3 separate regions of the Mus musculus genome follow, and all the other regions are linked to region 3. The links are chromatin contacts, called in public HiChIP or PLAC-seq and promoter capture Hi-C maps. All regions are on one chromosome and are shown on one strand. The core of a region is the stretch at or near the end of the contact, and the rest is flanking DNA. Distances in the headings are between cores, read along the strand shown. Region 1 holds the start of Ccar1 (cell division cycle and apoptosis regulator 1). Region 2 holds the start of Pbld2 (phenazine biosynthesis-like protein domain containing 2). Region 3 holds the start of Sar1a (secretion associated Ras related GTPase 1A).

What was found. Promoter capture Hi-C pulls out the DNA fragments that hold promoters and counts their contacts. HiChIP or PLAC-seq counts read pairs in DNA pulled down with a chosen protein or histone mark.
Region 1: a contact with region 3 is called in an H3K27ac HiChIP or PLAC-seq map of extraembryonic endoderm stem cells, with 7 times the contacts expected there. The contact joins the promoter of Ccar1 here to the promoter of Sar1a in region 3. A contact is called at or near these places in 2 of 39 promoter capture datasets (erythroid cells and pre-B cells) and 2 of 115 datasets of contacts at active chromatin or transcription factors (embryonic stem cells and extraembryonic endoderm stem cells).
Region 2: a promoter capture Hi-C map of liver shows a contact between it and region 3, with 3 times the contacts expected there. The contact joins the promoter of Pbld2 here to the promoter of Sar1a in region 3. A contact is called at or near these places in 2 of 39 promoter capture datasets (liver and pre-B cells).

What each region holds. Positions count from the first base shown.
Region 1 is chr10:62,790,456-62,794,874 of GRCm38.p6, reverse strand. Ccar1 (cell division cycle and apoptosis regulator 1) reads left to right here and starts at 2,507. Exons shown (of 25, transcript NM_026201.3): 1 at 2,507-2,659; 2 at 3,833-3,954. The coding sequence starts at 3,882.
Region 2 is chr10:63,023,202-63,027,477 of GRCm38.p6, reverse strand. It overlaps Pbld2 (phenazine biosynthesis-like protein domain containing 2), which reads right to left and starts at 2,966. Exons shown (of 10, transcript NM_026085.2): 1 at 2,742-2,966. It overlaps Hnrnph3 (heterogeneous nuclear ribonucleoprotein H3), which reads left to right and starts at 3,629. Exons shown (of 10, transcript NM_001079824.1): 1 at 3,629-3,758.
Region 3 is chr10:61,678,803-61,683,288 of GRCm38.p6, reverse strand. Sar1a (secretion associated Ras related GTPase 1A) reads right to left here and starts at 3,004. Exons shown (of 7, transcript NM_009120.3): 1 at 2,876-3,004. It overlaps 1700022H01Rik (RIKEN cDNA 1700022H01 gene), which reads left to right and starts at 2,999. Exons shown (of 2, transcript NR_126477.1): 1 at 2,999-3,150.

The DNA.
Region 1 (4,419 bases), core at 1,258-3,757, 1.1 Mb before region 3:
CAACCATAGAGACCAGAAGAAAGCAACTATACCCTGTAGAACAGGGTTACTGAAGTTTTTAGCCACCCTGTAGGTGTTGTGATTAGAAGTCACATCCTCTGGAAGACCTCACAGTACTCTTTTCTTTTTTTTTACTTATTTATTTATTCATTTATTTATTTATTTATTATATGGAAGTACACTGTAGCTGTCTTCAGACACTCCAGAAGAGGGAGTCAGATCTTGTTACTACGGATGGTTGTGAGCCACCATGTGGTTGCTGGGATTTGAACTCTGGACCTTCGGAAGAGCAGTCGGGTGCTCTTACCCACTGAGCCATCTCACCAGCCCCCTCACAGTACTCTTAACTTCTGAGTGTTTGCCCTTAAATTTCATTTTTATTCATGTGTATGAATTTGTGTATATGTTTGTGTGAGCCTGTGTCACATGTGTGCAGTATCCCAGGAGGCCGGGAGAGGGCCTCAGAGTTCTGTTTAGTTGTATGGGGCTAATGTAGATGGTGGGATGAGCTCCAAGGTTTAGGAAAGAATATCAAGTGGGCCTAACTGCTGAACCATCCCTCTAGCTCTGTTTCGTGTGTTTTATTTATTTTGTTTTTGTTTTTGGTCTTTTGAGACAGGATTTTTCTGTTTCACCCTGGCCATTCTGGAACTCACTCTGTAGACCAGGCTGGCCTTGAACTTAAATATCTGCCTACCTCTGTCTCCCAAGTGCTGAGATTAAAGGCATGTACCACCACTGCTCTGCTTTGTGTGTTTTATAAACACTCTTTCACTATGTAGCCCTGGCTGTCCTGTGCCTTACAATGTAGACCAAGCTAATCTAGAAGTCATAGAGACATGTCAATCCAAAATACAGACATCAAAAACATATGCCTGGGGTTTCTTTCAGAACTTAAAAAAAAAAAAAAAGAAGTATTTATTTATTTATTTATTTATTATGAGTACACTGTAGCTGTCTTCAGACACACCAGAAGAGGGCATCAGATCCCATTACCGATGGTTGTGAGCCACCATGTGGTTGCTGGGAATTGAATTCAGGACCTCTGGAAGAGCAGTTAGTGCTCTTAACCGCTGAGCCATTTCTCCAGCCCCCAGAACTTTTTTTGATAAGGTATCTCAGATTTAAGTTTTCTCACTTTGTCCCTCTTATTGCTGGGCCACCTGGCACACGCTGTTTTGAATTTTTACAAATTACTATAGTGTGATGACTATATTCTAATAGTTTGAAGGTCAGGACAGAATTAGTAAGGACAAAGGAGTTACATTTTACCCAACTTCTGTAAGTTTTACTTAAGTGGGAGAAAGGACCCTTGTGGTTTGAAAAATATTAAAGAACGTGTACCTATGTGATCCTGTGTTCATAAAATTTAAGGGAAAAAATACAAGGAACCACAGAAAAAGCTATATATTTTATCCTATTGGGTTTGATGAGATAAGGTGTTACACAGTCCAGGCTGGCCTTGAACTCCTGATCCTCCCTTCCCCTCCCTCCCAAGTGTTAGATTACAGGTCACCACCTGATCATGCTTGGCTCAGCTAATCTTATGTGGGATTCCTAGCATAAGCTATTTCATGTTGAGAATTTGACTAGATGTCACCAGCAGGTGTAGGACAAAATTAGAAAATGACTTAATAATAGCTCTGTCTTTCATTTTTTGAGACAGGGTTTATCTGTGTTGCCCTGGCTGTGTCTGCCTCTGCCTCTTGAGCGCTGGGATTAGAGGTGTGCACTTCCCCCATCCCCCAACCTTTCCACTCCCTCTCGCCCCCCAAATCCTCCAGCTGTTTCTTTTCAGTAGGGTCTTCAAATACTAGGGGTGATGATGGCCTGCACTCAGTGTATTAAAATCCACTCAGTTGTTCGCTTTTACACATTCCAGCCTTAATCCCGAGGAGATGGCACTGCGGTTAAAAGCACTAATCTCTGTTCTCAGGACCTGGGATTGATTATCAGCACCCACGGGGTGGTTCACACCGGTCAGGAACTCTAGTTTCGGGGGATCTGTCGTCTTCTCAGCTCCAGGGGCACCAAGCCCACACCTGTGCGCATAAATCATGGAGGCAAAACCCTCTAAAAATGAAAAGAATGTAAACAAAAAAAAATTTTTTTTTTTTGTTCTTCGAGACAGGATATGTCTGTATAACCCTGACTGTTTTGGAACTCACTCTGTAGACCAGGCTGGCCTCGAACTCAGAAATCCGCCTGCCTCTGCCTCTCGAGTGCTGGGATTAAAGGCGTGCGCCACCACTGCCCGCTAACAACGAAGTTCTTACAGGCTTATTCTTCCAAACATGTTCCAAACAAGAATAGAGGGACCACAAGATGGCGGCGGCGACACCGGCCGGACCACGTGACTGCCGCTCGCTCTCCCTCTCTCTCCCAGGGAAGGACAGCGTTGGCCTCAGAGCAGGCGAGCGACAGCCAGCTCATTGTTCAGCGAAGTCAAGGTAACCCGGCTGAGGCTCGCTCTCGCTCCCCAGTGAACGCACTCGCGGGGAGCGCGCACGCCGAACTTTTTTCGCGCACGCGCCCGTTCCTCTCGGAACCGGGAGGCGGTGCGGCGTAGGCAGGGGGGTTGGAGGGGAAAGCAGTCTGCGCATGCGCCTGAGCTTGACGGGTTTGAAATGGCTTCTCGGTTAACCCGGGCCAGACTCAGGTGAAGGTCTGGTCAGTGTTTTGGTGTGGCGCGGTGGGAGGCCGCGGCGGGTTGCTTCCGTTCGTTGGCAGCCGGTCAGCGGAGGGGTAGGGAGCGAGTGATGTGGCGGTGGCGGGTGGGTGTGTGATGGCGGACGCCGCGGGGCCGGCGGGCGAGGGACGCGGTCCCTTTTGTGCGGGTCGGAGTAGGCCCCACGCGCCGCGCCCTGCCCCCAGCGCAGCGGCTCCAGGCCCCTCAGGTGCGGCCTGCGCCCCTTCGACTGGGCCGGGCCAGGCCGGAGGCCGTGCGTCCTCCGGCCCGCGCTGCCCCGCCGCTGAGACCCGGCCCCGGGCGGCGGCGGCGAGCGTTTCCAGCGCTTGGAGGTTCTCTCAGACCGGCCCGGGGACCTCGGGGACTGCGACGACCCGCGGGCCCCAGTGGCCGCGGCCTGGGGCGCTGCCTTCCATCTTTCACGGCCGGCGCGTGGGAGGAAGATGAGTGTCCTCACCCCGGGATGCCAGGCCCATCTTTTCCTTTTCTCTTGGGTTTTTGAGCCGGGGTCTTCGCAGTGGTTCTTTTGGAGCCGCGCGTCCTCCCAACTGCCTCCCCACTCCCGGAGTGGAGACTAGGGTGACAAAGGCCATAGTGACTTCCTAGCCCTTAAAGTAATGTTCGTTATTGAGATGGTATCTGCCAATACCTTTATGGGGGAGGGGGGGTCTCGACGCAGTTTCCGTTATTGATTTAACCCCACTGCAGGACCTCAGACCATCGCCCAAAGAAACACGCAGGCTGTACTTGCTGCGTCTATAAGTTCGTTTGTCCCCAGAGAGAGAGGCTCTGTATCTAGCCCTAGCTGGTTTGTAATGTCATATAAATCATGCTGGCCTGGAGTTTATAGAGATCCGCCTGACTCTGCCTCTGGAGGGATGGGTTGGGAGGGGATTAAAGGCTTTGCCACTAAGCTCGGGCAGACCTTTTTAGGAAATGACCTTGTAGTTACTGAAGGAAGTTCCTTTAAGTCAGCCCCAAGGATATCTTTTAAATAGAGTATGCACAAGTGATCTGTTGATAGGCTGGTTGTGCGTTTTATTTCAAATGTTCTGTTGCACACTTCGGTTGGTTCTTGTTTGGAACGTGTCTTTAATATATCAATGATTTCTCTAAACTAGCCTTTTCCTATATCCTTTATAGGTATCTGCTATAGAAGGGAAACAAGTGAAAGTTTTCCCCCCCTTGCATCATGGCTCAGTTTGGAGGACAGAAGAATCCACCATGGGCTACTCAGTTTACAGCCACTGCGGTCTCACAACCAGGTCAGGCAACTGAACCCTTGGACTGGAAATGATATACCCTTTAGTTTTTAAGATACTTTTGAAAATTAACTCAGGAACAAAAACAAAACCCCACTTATCCAGCAATTTGAACACTTTTTTTTTTTTTTTTTTTTTTGGTTTTTCAAGACAGGGTTTCTCTGTGTAGCCCTGGCTGCCCTGGAACTCACTTTGTAGACCAGGTTGGCCTCGAACTCAGAAATCCTCCTGCCTCTGCCTCCCAAGTGCTGGGATTAAAGGGGTGTGCCACCACGCCCGGCTCTTTGTTTTTGTTTTGTTATTTGTGTCTAATTTTTTTTTAGTTTACTAAGGGGTTTTGCCATTTAAGTCTTCCACTACACTTTACCATTTGTGTTTGGCCTTTGATATACAGTCTTTATTAGCAGCAGTCCTTTGGCATGAGCAACCACACCCAGCTTATAGTTTTCAAATGCCTTAAGTTTATCT
Region 2 (4,276 bases), core at 1,717-4,216, 1.3 Mb before region 3:
GTGGGTGCCTTCCAAGCATGAGGACAGGCGTTTGATCCACGGAAAAGAAGCTGGTCATGGGGGCAGAGACAGGAGAATCTCTTGGGGCTTGCTGGCCAGCCAACCGAGCCTAAGCAAACCGTAGACCAGTGAGAGTCCCTGTCATATTAAGAGGTGTATGGTGGGGACAGGTAGATGGCTCAGCAGCTAAAGGAGCTTACTGCCAAGCCTTAATGCCATGGGTTTGATACCCCAGACTCCGAGTGATAGACAGACAGAATGGAGAGACCTGAACCTCACACCTGTACCCTGCACTACACACACACACACACACACACACACACACACACACACACACAGTGTTAAAAAAACCAAAACCTGAAGCTGCTTGTGGGTTGGTCTCCATGTGCACACAAGCACCGGTACTCTCAAATATGGAGAATGACTGGGTTCCGGGCCTCCTGCTGTTAGGTACCATTTGTCTACTTAGTATCATACTAGATGAGGTCTTCTCGTTTCCATAGTTACCAGGGAAGTAATTTTAACAAACTCTCGAAAATGAAATCTTTGAAAGCCTTGTCGAGAAACAGTGGTGGCTATGTGAAGAAGGTGTTCGCTCTTTTAAAGTCATCAGATATTTAGTTCATAAGCCAAAGAAGGAATCCTTCACAAAGCCCTGTCAGAGTTGATGTTCCAAAGCCCTTAAACACAGACTAGACACAACTCCAATACAATGCTGTGGACTGTTTTGTTCTTGGCTTGTTTTCATGCAGGCAGAATGATCTGCAGTATCATTAGGGATCTATGAACACCGACGGTAGACTACTTTTTAGCTAATGTGCTCTGTCTGCCCCCAAGAGAATGCACTCTCAATTTCTTTCATTTCCCCGAAGGTCCTGCATGGAATTTTCCTACTCCCTTTATTCTGATGGAGTGACGCAGGGTGACTGAGCCTCGGATTGTTTTCCTCCAGGAGCTGTGGGCATTTCCATTTCCTTCTCCTGCTTCATCTTTTCTCTTTATACACTATAACAAAGATGGACTTCAGGGTCCCTCTGACCTCTATTCTAACAGGAGAGCACATGAAAGAGAGAGGGGGGGAGGAAGTGGGGAAAGGAGAGGGGGCAAGGAAAAAAGAGAGGGGAGGTGAAAAAAGCAGCTGGGAGCCCCGAGTTGTAACCGTCTCCATGGAAACAATTCCTTAGAGATCAATCTGGAAACAATTCTGTAGGCATCCCCGGAACAGCAGGGTCCAATCACACCAAGCTTTACAACAGGATTCAACTGGGTGAGGAAGGAGCAGGTTCTTTTTTTTTTTTTTTTTTTTTTTTTTTTTAAGGAAAATTAGTAAACTAAGAAGCTAATACAAATTACCTTTACCATGGTCAAATGCCTCTTTAAATGAAAACTTCCCTACTTGCTGTAACAAAAGGGCAAAAGGCCTGGAGTACTAATTTGAAGACCTAAATCTTCATAGTGGTAACCGGCACTCACCACAAAGAAATGACAGAGACACGCCTCCAAAGAAATGACAGAGACACGCCTCCAAAGAAATGTCAGCATTGGTTGAAAAGTCATACATTAGAGCCATCAAAACGAATTGAGGATTGTGGCCGATAACCACACAAAGTGTGTGCAAAGAATGCCAAATTCATTCATGCTGTAAGCAGACTGAATTCCAGGGGAAGAGGAAAAGGGATTACAGAATTCCACCTACCCAATCATGTTGAAAGAGTGAAAGGTAAAGGAGCCATGTAATTAAAACCCAATAGAAGAAAGGCCCTGGGAAGGTTTCATCCTAAGAGTTCAGCTTGGAGTACTGCTAATAAGCCAGTTCCCTTTAGGTTTGTTACCCCCTCCACCCCACCGCCCAGAGGCAGTGTTTCTCAGTGTAGCCCTGGCTGTCCAGGAACTCACTCTGAAGACCAGGCTGGCCTCCAACAAAGAGATCCAACTGCCTCTGCCTCCCGAGTGCTGGGATTAAAGGTGTGCACCACTACCCAGCTAAACCAGTTACTTTTTTAAAAAAGAGAACATACTTTGGGCTCTAAATCAACCCCCAGCTATTAAAAGGAGGGGGTGGGGTAACTTTAGGGGATTAAAGTAACAATAAAATAACCAAGCTTCAGCAAGTGTCTGGCCAGTAAGCCACTAACTTGTCACCACATAAAAGAGTTTAGTGTTATCAAGTGTAATTATTTTCACTCTTGTGGGACTAGGGACTGCATCTGTGAAATACCACTTTGTAAGGCTATGGAGACACAGAGGGTCAGGAGTTCAAGGACATCCTTGGCTACCCAAGAACAAAGACAAGGAACTGCTTACCATGCCATTTCAGGAAGTACTTAATAAACCTGAGCTATGACGGCTTCTAGAACATACTTTGATTTTCCTGTCTGTAAGTATAAGCACACTGCGCCCCCCCCCCCTTCTCTGAAGGATATTTTGGGCTATAAAATCAGTAGAGTACTAAAGACTTTCAAGTAGGTTTGAAGATGAATTAAAGCCGTGAAATACAAGTTTCCATACAAGAAAGTCATTGGCCTCTTGGCTCTAGTATAAACATAAATAAAAATTCATAGTAAATCAAATCCAACCTTCCACACTGCCACTACTCCACTCCACATGGACTTCCCAGTGTTTGTAGCACAAAGAAATCTTTGGATGCACACTGAAGGGTGATTCCAACCCAGCCCCATCCACGTTCACAGCCTTAGTCTGTCCAGCCCGGCCTCTTTTCGCCCTCTGCTGTCCGTACCCACCTTAATTAGCTTTGCTCTCCCAAGTCTCTCAACACCAGGGTGGCCCTCCACCTTCCCACAGCCTTTCCATGTGCAATTTGTGTTACAACTTTAAAAAAGCCATAAACGGGTCGGGAGCAATCTTGGTAGCACGACAGAACCTCCACATGCGGTTTTTTTAGGTGTCTCCTGCGAGCACAATTTTTAGGAATACCAAACTCTTACTTAGATAAAGTCTATTGCCGTGAACCACAGACCCGTCACCCGGGTTTAATGGAGAGAAAAACCGAACCTGGCAGGTAGGAAACCAATCAAGGCGCCAAGGCTGCCTACGCAGGGGAACAAAGGGGATGCCCCAGGCTAGGACGGGAATCCTGCTGGGTTTAGACGCTTTGTATCTTCGCAGGCGCAACATTCATCTTTTTTTCTGATTGCATAATGCAAATATGGTGGACCAGCAAAGCCGTCCCCGGGTTGGGGGGCGGGGTGACAGAAACCACGTGGCTCCTTCCGCGCGGGGGCCTTTGTGGGATCTATTCCCAGTGGAGCAGATAAGAAACTTAGCAAACCGCGTGACCACGGCTCCTCAGAGGCCCGTGGGGAGGGACAAACGTGAGCTCCGGGGTTCAGAGGGTTGGTCGGTCGGCGGGAGCCAACGGAGTCCGCCACAGCCCACTCGCTGCGACTCCACGCCCACCACGGTGGCAACCGGGCAGGTCCCGAGTGCGCAGGTGCGCTGCGCCCCGCCCCCTGGGAGACCACGCTGTCACTCAAGTATCGCGAGAGCAGCGCGGCAGAGAGGGGGTGGGCCTGGGCAGTCGGCCCTGCCCCCTCCCTCTCTCTCGCCCCCCTCCCATCCCCCCTCGGCAGTCGCTCGGCTGCGCAGCTCCTAGAGCGGTTGGCGCGGCGGGAGACGGTTGAGGGGAGCGAGGGAGCCGAACCGTTGTGGCGAGCGCTCAGCAGCGGGCGAGCCAGGCGTCCCTGCCCGCGACCAGACCCGCGCGAGCGTCGGTGTAGGCGTTGCTTACGCCCCACAGGGTATCTGAAGTAGAAGGGGGGGTAGGTTGGGCCGGCGGTGCCGACAGCGGAGTCGGGAGAAGGACGAAGAGCCCGGGAGCGGGTGAGGGAACGCGGAGTGGCCGCTCGCTCGCTCTCCCCCGCCGCTCGGCTGCCGCCATCTTGGGGGCCGGTAGCGGTCGGGTCGCCTTCCCGCCTTTCCCCCGCTCGGGCTACTTTGTCGCCTCCGGCTTACGGGAAAGTGTCCGGCAGGAGAGAGTGCGGGCGGGAGATCCGAGCTCTCCGGTAGGGATGAGGGTGGGGAGCTCAGCGAGCCGGGAAAGCGGGACGCGCTCCGGGTGGAAATGGCGCTCGGCGGGCCCGGCCACCCACCGGGGCCTCCGGTGCTCTCGAAGGGACTACCTGGGGCCGGCGGGGCTGCGAGGGGCTGCTGACGCAGACTCCAGGGTTGAGACAGGGGGAGCTGGGGGCGGGGGAAGGAGAAGCCAGTGACGACGAGGGCGCTCCGATGCCAGATGCAGGACAAAGGCGGCCGCGGT
Region 3 (4,486 bases), core at 1,755-4,254:
GCTATCCTTATGCTTCAGCATCCTGAATGCTACTACGCAGTCTCACCTGAATTCTTCAAAGATGCTAGATGAAAGCAAACTATCAAATTACTGTGGTTTTATCAAGCCTATGGCCTGACCTGTAAACCTTAGAAACTACCTCATGCTTGCTCCACTCAGCTTTTATGAAAGAGCAACATTTGGGTGAAGGTACAGACAGAAACTGTGGCACACAGAACACATTTTGCATGTTAAGTAATAGCCAGGAGGGGAAGTACACACTTGCAATCTTACCATTCAAGAGGCTCAAGAAGAAAGATCACAAGTTCAAAGGCCAGCCTGGGCTACATAGGGAATTGAAGGCCAGCTTAAGCTACACATCAAAACCCCTGTCTCAAAAACAAACAAACAAACAAACAAACAAAAAACCCAAAACAAAAATGCTGGTGTCTCACCCATACAATGAATTGAAGCCAGCCTGAATCATGAGGTCCCATCACCAAGAAAAAAATAAAAAAAAAAACGTATGGAGGGGAGGCTGGGAGCATAGCTCAGTGCAAGCAAGGGATTCTTAGCTAAAATGCATGGCCCTGGGTTCGATTCTTGGCACTGACAAACCTGCACAACTTAGCACTTTAAGAAGCCAGTAACAAATACATGTTTAAATTCAAGTTTATTGAGTAAATAAAACAATACATCTTTCTTCTACAGTCCCCCTAGCCAGACATCCTCCCTTATCTCTCACTTTATTCCAGGAGAGACCCAGTTCATCTTTAACAGGCTGTGGCCTACTGTGGCCTCTTACACCCAACAAGTCTAATTCATGTGCACTGGTTTGCTGCCAATAGTCCAGCACTTTGTTTTTAGCCACATCTCTTTAGAAGAATTCCCAAGATGGACATGGGTGTGAAAGCTTTGACCACAGCACCTGAGAGGCTGAGGCAGGAAGAGGAGCTTTAGTGTGTTGCAGCTTCACCAAGCCAAAGTAGGCTACATAGTGACACTCTGTTTCAAAGGAAAACAAAACAAAACAAACAAACAAACAAAAAACAAAAACAAAAACAAAAACAAAGAAAAGGAAAGCAAATATTCTCAGCCTGGTTAATTCTACAAATGTGATACTTTAGAGGATTTTTTTAAGTGGTAACGTAACTGACTTACTTTCATTTTCCAATTTATTTTCCTTCCCAGTTCTTGTTTTAAAAGCCTTCCTACCAAAATGATAAGGAAAAGTATTAGAATGAATTCTTCAGTGATGTTAAAAAGTAGTACTGGGACTGGAGAGATGGCTCAGTGGGTAAGAGCACTGACTGCTCTTCCAGAGTTCAATTCCCAGCAACCACATGATGGCTCACAACCATCTGTAATGGGATCCGATGCCCTCTCCTGGTGTGTCTAACAGTTACAGTGTACTCATATACATAAAATAAATACATAAATCTTAAAAAAAAAAAAAAGTAGTACTCCTCTCAGAGCCCAGAGTTGGGCTGTACTGCTGCCCAAAGCTGAAGAAATGGCCTTGCTGACACTGTCCTTGAGATCTCGGGATCTGAACCAATTCATCCACCAGCAACCTTAGAATTTATACAGCACCAGCACAAATACCTTCATCTCATCCTCCCACCAACTCTAGCAAGCCAAGATGAAGACGAGGACACTCTTTAGGCTCCCTGTCCTGTTCAAGACTGTGCGGTCAAAAGCATCAGTTCCAAAAGCCAGGAGAGACGGATCAGAGGTTCAGAGTACCAACTGCTCTCCCAGAGGCCCTGGGTTCAAGCCCCAGCACCCACATGCGGCTCAGAACTGTAACTTCATCTCTAGGGGATCTCACACAGGCACACATGGAGGTAAAACAACAATTCACATCAAATAAAAATAAGGTATTTAAGAAGAAAAGCCTCTCACCTAAAACCAAAGCCCTTTTCCTGCTAATATTAAATTCCAATCATAAGACTTCCAAAAGGGTAAAAGGTAACTTTCTTCCTTAACCTACCACCTACACAGACGATAATCTTAAGAACACACTATTTTCTATTCTTCGTCTACTCTATCATCTATGGAATGTTAAGAATATTAAAACCAACAACACAATTCATGAACCTTAAGTAAAAACCGTGCAAATATCAAGATGGGAACAAACAAGTGCCAGAAAGACCATCAAGCAATAAAAAACGTACTCTCAAACATATTCACTCCGGGTGAATCTGGGATAGAAGGCAGCTGGCTATTAACTAAGAAAGTCTACGTAGCTGCAAGGTGAATGTCAAAGATCAGCTTCCTGACAATTCCCCCCTAACCCTCCCTTCTCAACCTGAGCGGACAGTGCCCAGGTACTGAAGAAACACCCAGTGAGGGAGGATACTGAGAAAGGGTACGACTACCAATGGTACCATTGGTCGGTACCATTCTCACCTGGGTAAAAATGACGAAGAAAACATTCATCTACGATAATCGCCCAAGAGGGAATTTTTCCATGCACAGGAAAAATAAAAAGGGTGGATGGGAGTGGGGTGTTGGTGGAGGGAGAGACCATGGGTTCCAGACAGGGCATCGGATACCCAGAGGCTGAACGTGGGGCTCGAGCGCCCACTCGCTACTCGAGGGCCACGATCTGCAGAACGCAAGGATGAGTGCCAGGGCTCCAGCTATCCTCACCGAGGAACCAGACTCCTCCGCTATGGAGGCCACGAAGCCGTCTCCTCCCCCAAAAAAAACCCCGACCGCCGCCACGCCACCCCGCAGCCCGTCCCCGCCCAGAGCCGGCCCGCGGAACCGCCTGCGTGTCACTGCACCCCCACCCAGCCCCTCCGCGGCGGCCCCGCGCCCCGGCCTTCGCTGTGGCCCGTCCCGGGCCCGCTGCCCCACCGCCACCTCCTCCGCTGGGGCCCCGACTCACGGCCCGAGGGGCTCCTCCGGCGGTGGCTGGCGGCGCGACCCTCCCTCAGAGCACACAGACCAGCAGTCCCCGGGTCCGCCAGCTACGCGCCGGATGTACGTCACGCCCCTCCCTGAGACTTCCGGGCACGCACGTGCCCCGCCCCCTCGACGCGTCACGCCGTCCGGGCTGTGGGTACCGCCCTAACAGCCACTCTGGCCGCGGAGAGGCGGGCCTAAGGAGTGACGTACGCTCGGGGTGAGGCTCCGCCCGCTCTGTGGAGGCTCTCAAGCGGGGTAAGACGTGGCAGCGTCTGTCAGGCGGCCTGGGCTTCTGTCCCCAACTTAAGCAGCTACTTAAGCAGCCTGGGGCTTCCGATCCCAGTATGTTTTCAGACGCGCGCCGGACATCAGAAGCGGAGGCTGCCAGATATCAGTAGAGTCTAGGACAGTAGAATTGACTTTGGAGACCTCAACCTAGGTGGATGTCACCTAGTCATCGTTTTAAGTTGTTTTCCCCGCCTTGGGATAGCGTTTCTATTTTTCAGCTTTCTAAATAAAAGCAACAAGAGTTTAATGAGCAGTTTTGGGCAGTACCCTGACTGCTTGGGATCCTTCATCTGGTTTAACCCTCAGTACGTATTAATAGCTCCACTGAACAAATCAGTTAACTGGGGCTTGCAAAATAGCTCATCCATCAGGTCAAGGTAGGTTTGCCTACTGTTTTAGCCAGGGCTCTCAGAGGAACCACAACTGGCCCCGCATTGTGATGCACGCCTTTAATGCCAGCCCTTGGGAAGCTAATGTCTATGGATCTCTGAGTTCCAGGCCAGCCAGAGTTACACGGCGATACCCTGTCTTAAACAAACGAATAAATAAGGAACAGAGATAGAATAATTATACATGTGCAACTTAAAAAATATTTACAAGTGTTTTGTTTGCATGAATGTCTGTACTATGTACATGTTTGTTGCCTGCAGAGACCAAAAGGGTGTCAGATCTCCTGGAACGGGAGTTATAGACCATGGTGAGATTCTAGTGAGCATATCTCTGCTGGGAATTGAACCCAAGTCCTCTGGAAGACCATCCAGTGCTCTTCACTGCTCAGCCATCTCTCTAACCCCAATATATCGTTAAGAGGATTTATTAGAGTGGCTTACAGGCTGTGGTCTGAGTAGTCCAACAATTGGTTGTTTCCCAATGGGAAGGCCAAGAGTTGGGTAATGGTTCAGACCATACCAGACTGATAGGCTCAGCAGTCCCAATCTGATGCTGAGAATCTAGGGAACTACTACATAGCCAGTAGTCTTCAGTCGAAGTTGGAATCCCAAAGAAGTAGGTCCTAATATCAATGGAGGGATGCCTCAACAACAGAACAGATGAACTTGCCAGGGAGAGTGAGGGCAAGCAGGCAAAAAAGCAAACGCCTCCTCCTTCCATGTCCTTTTATGTGGGCTGCCACTCGAGAGTGTGGCCCAGATTTAGGGTGGGTCTTCCCACTTCATATGATCCGATCAAGAAAAATCCCTCACAGGTGTGACCAGCTGCTTTCATCTTAGTTAATTCCAGATGTGATCAACTTGACAACCAAGATTAGCAGTCACACTGCTCAAAGATCAAGACTGACAACCTG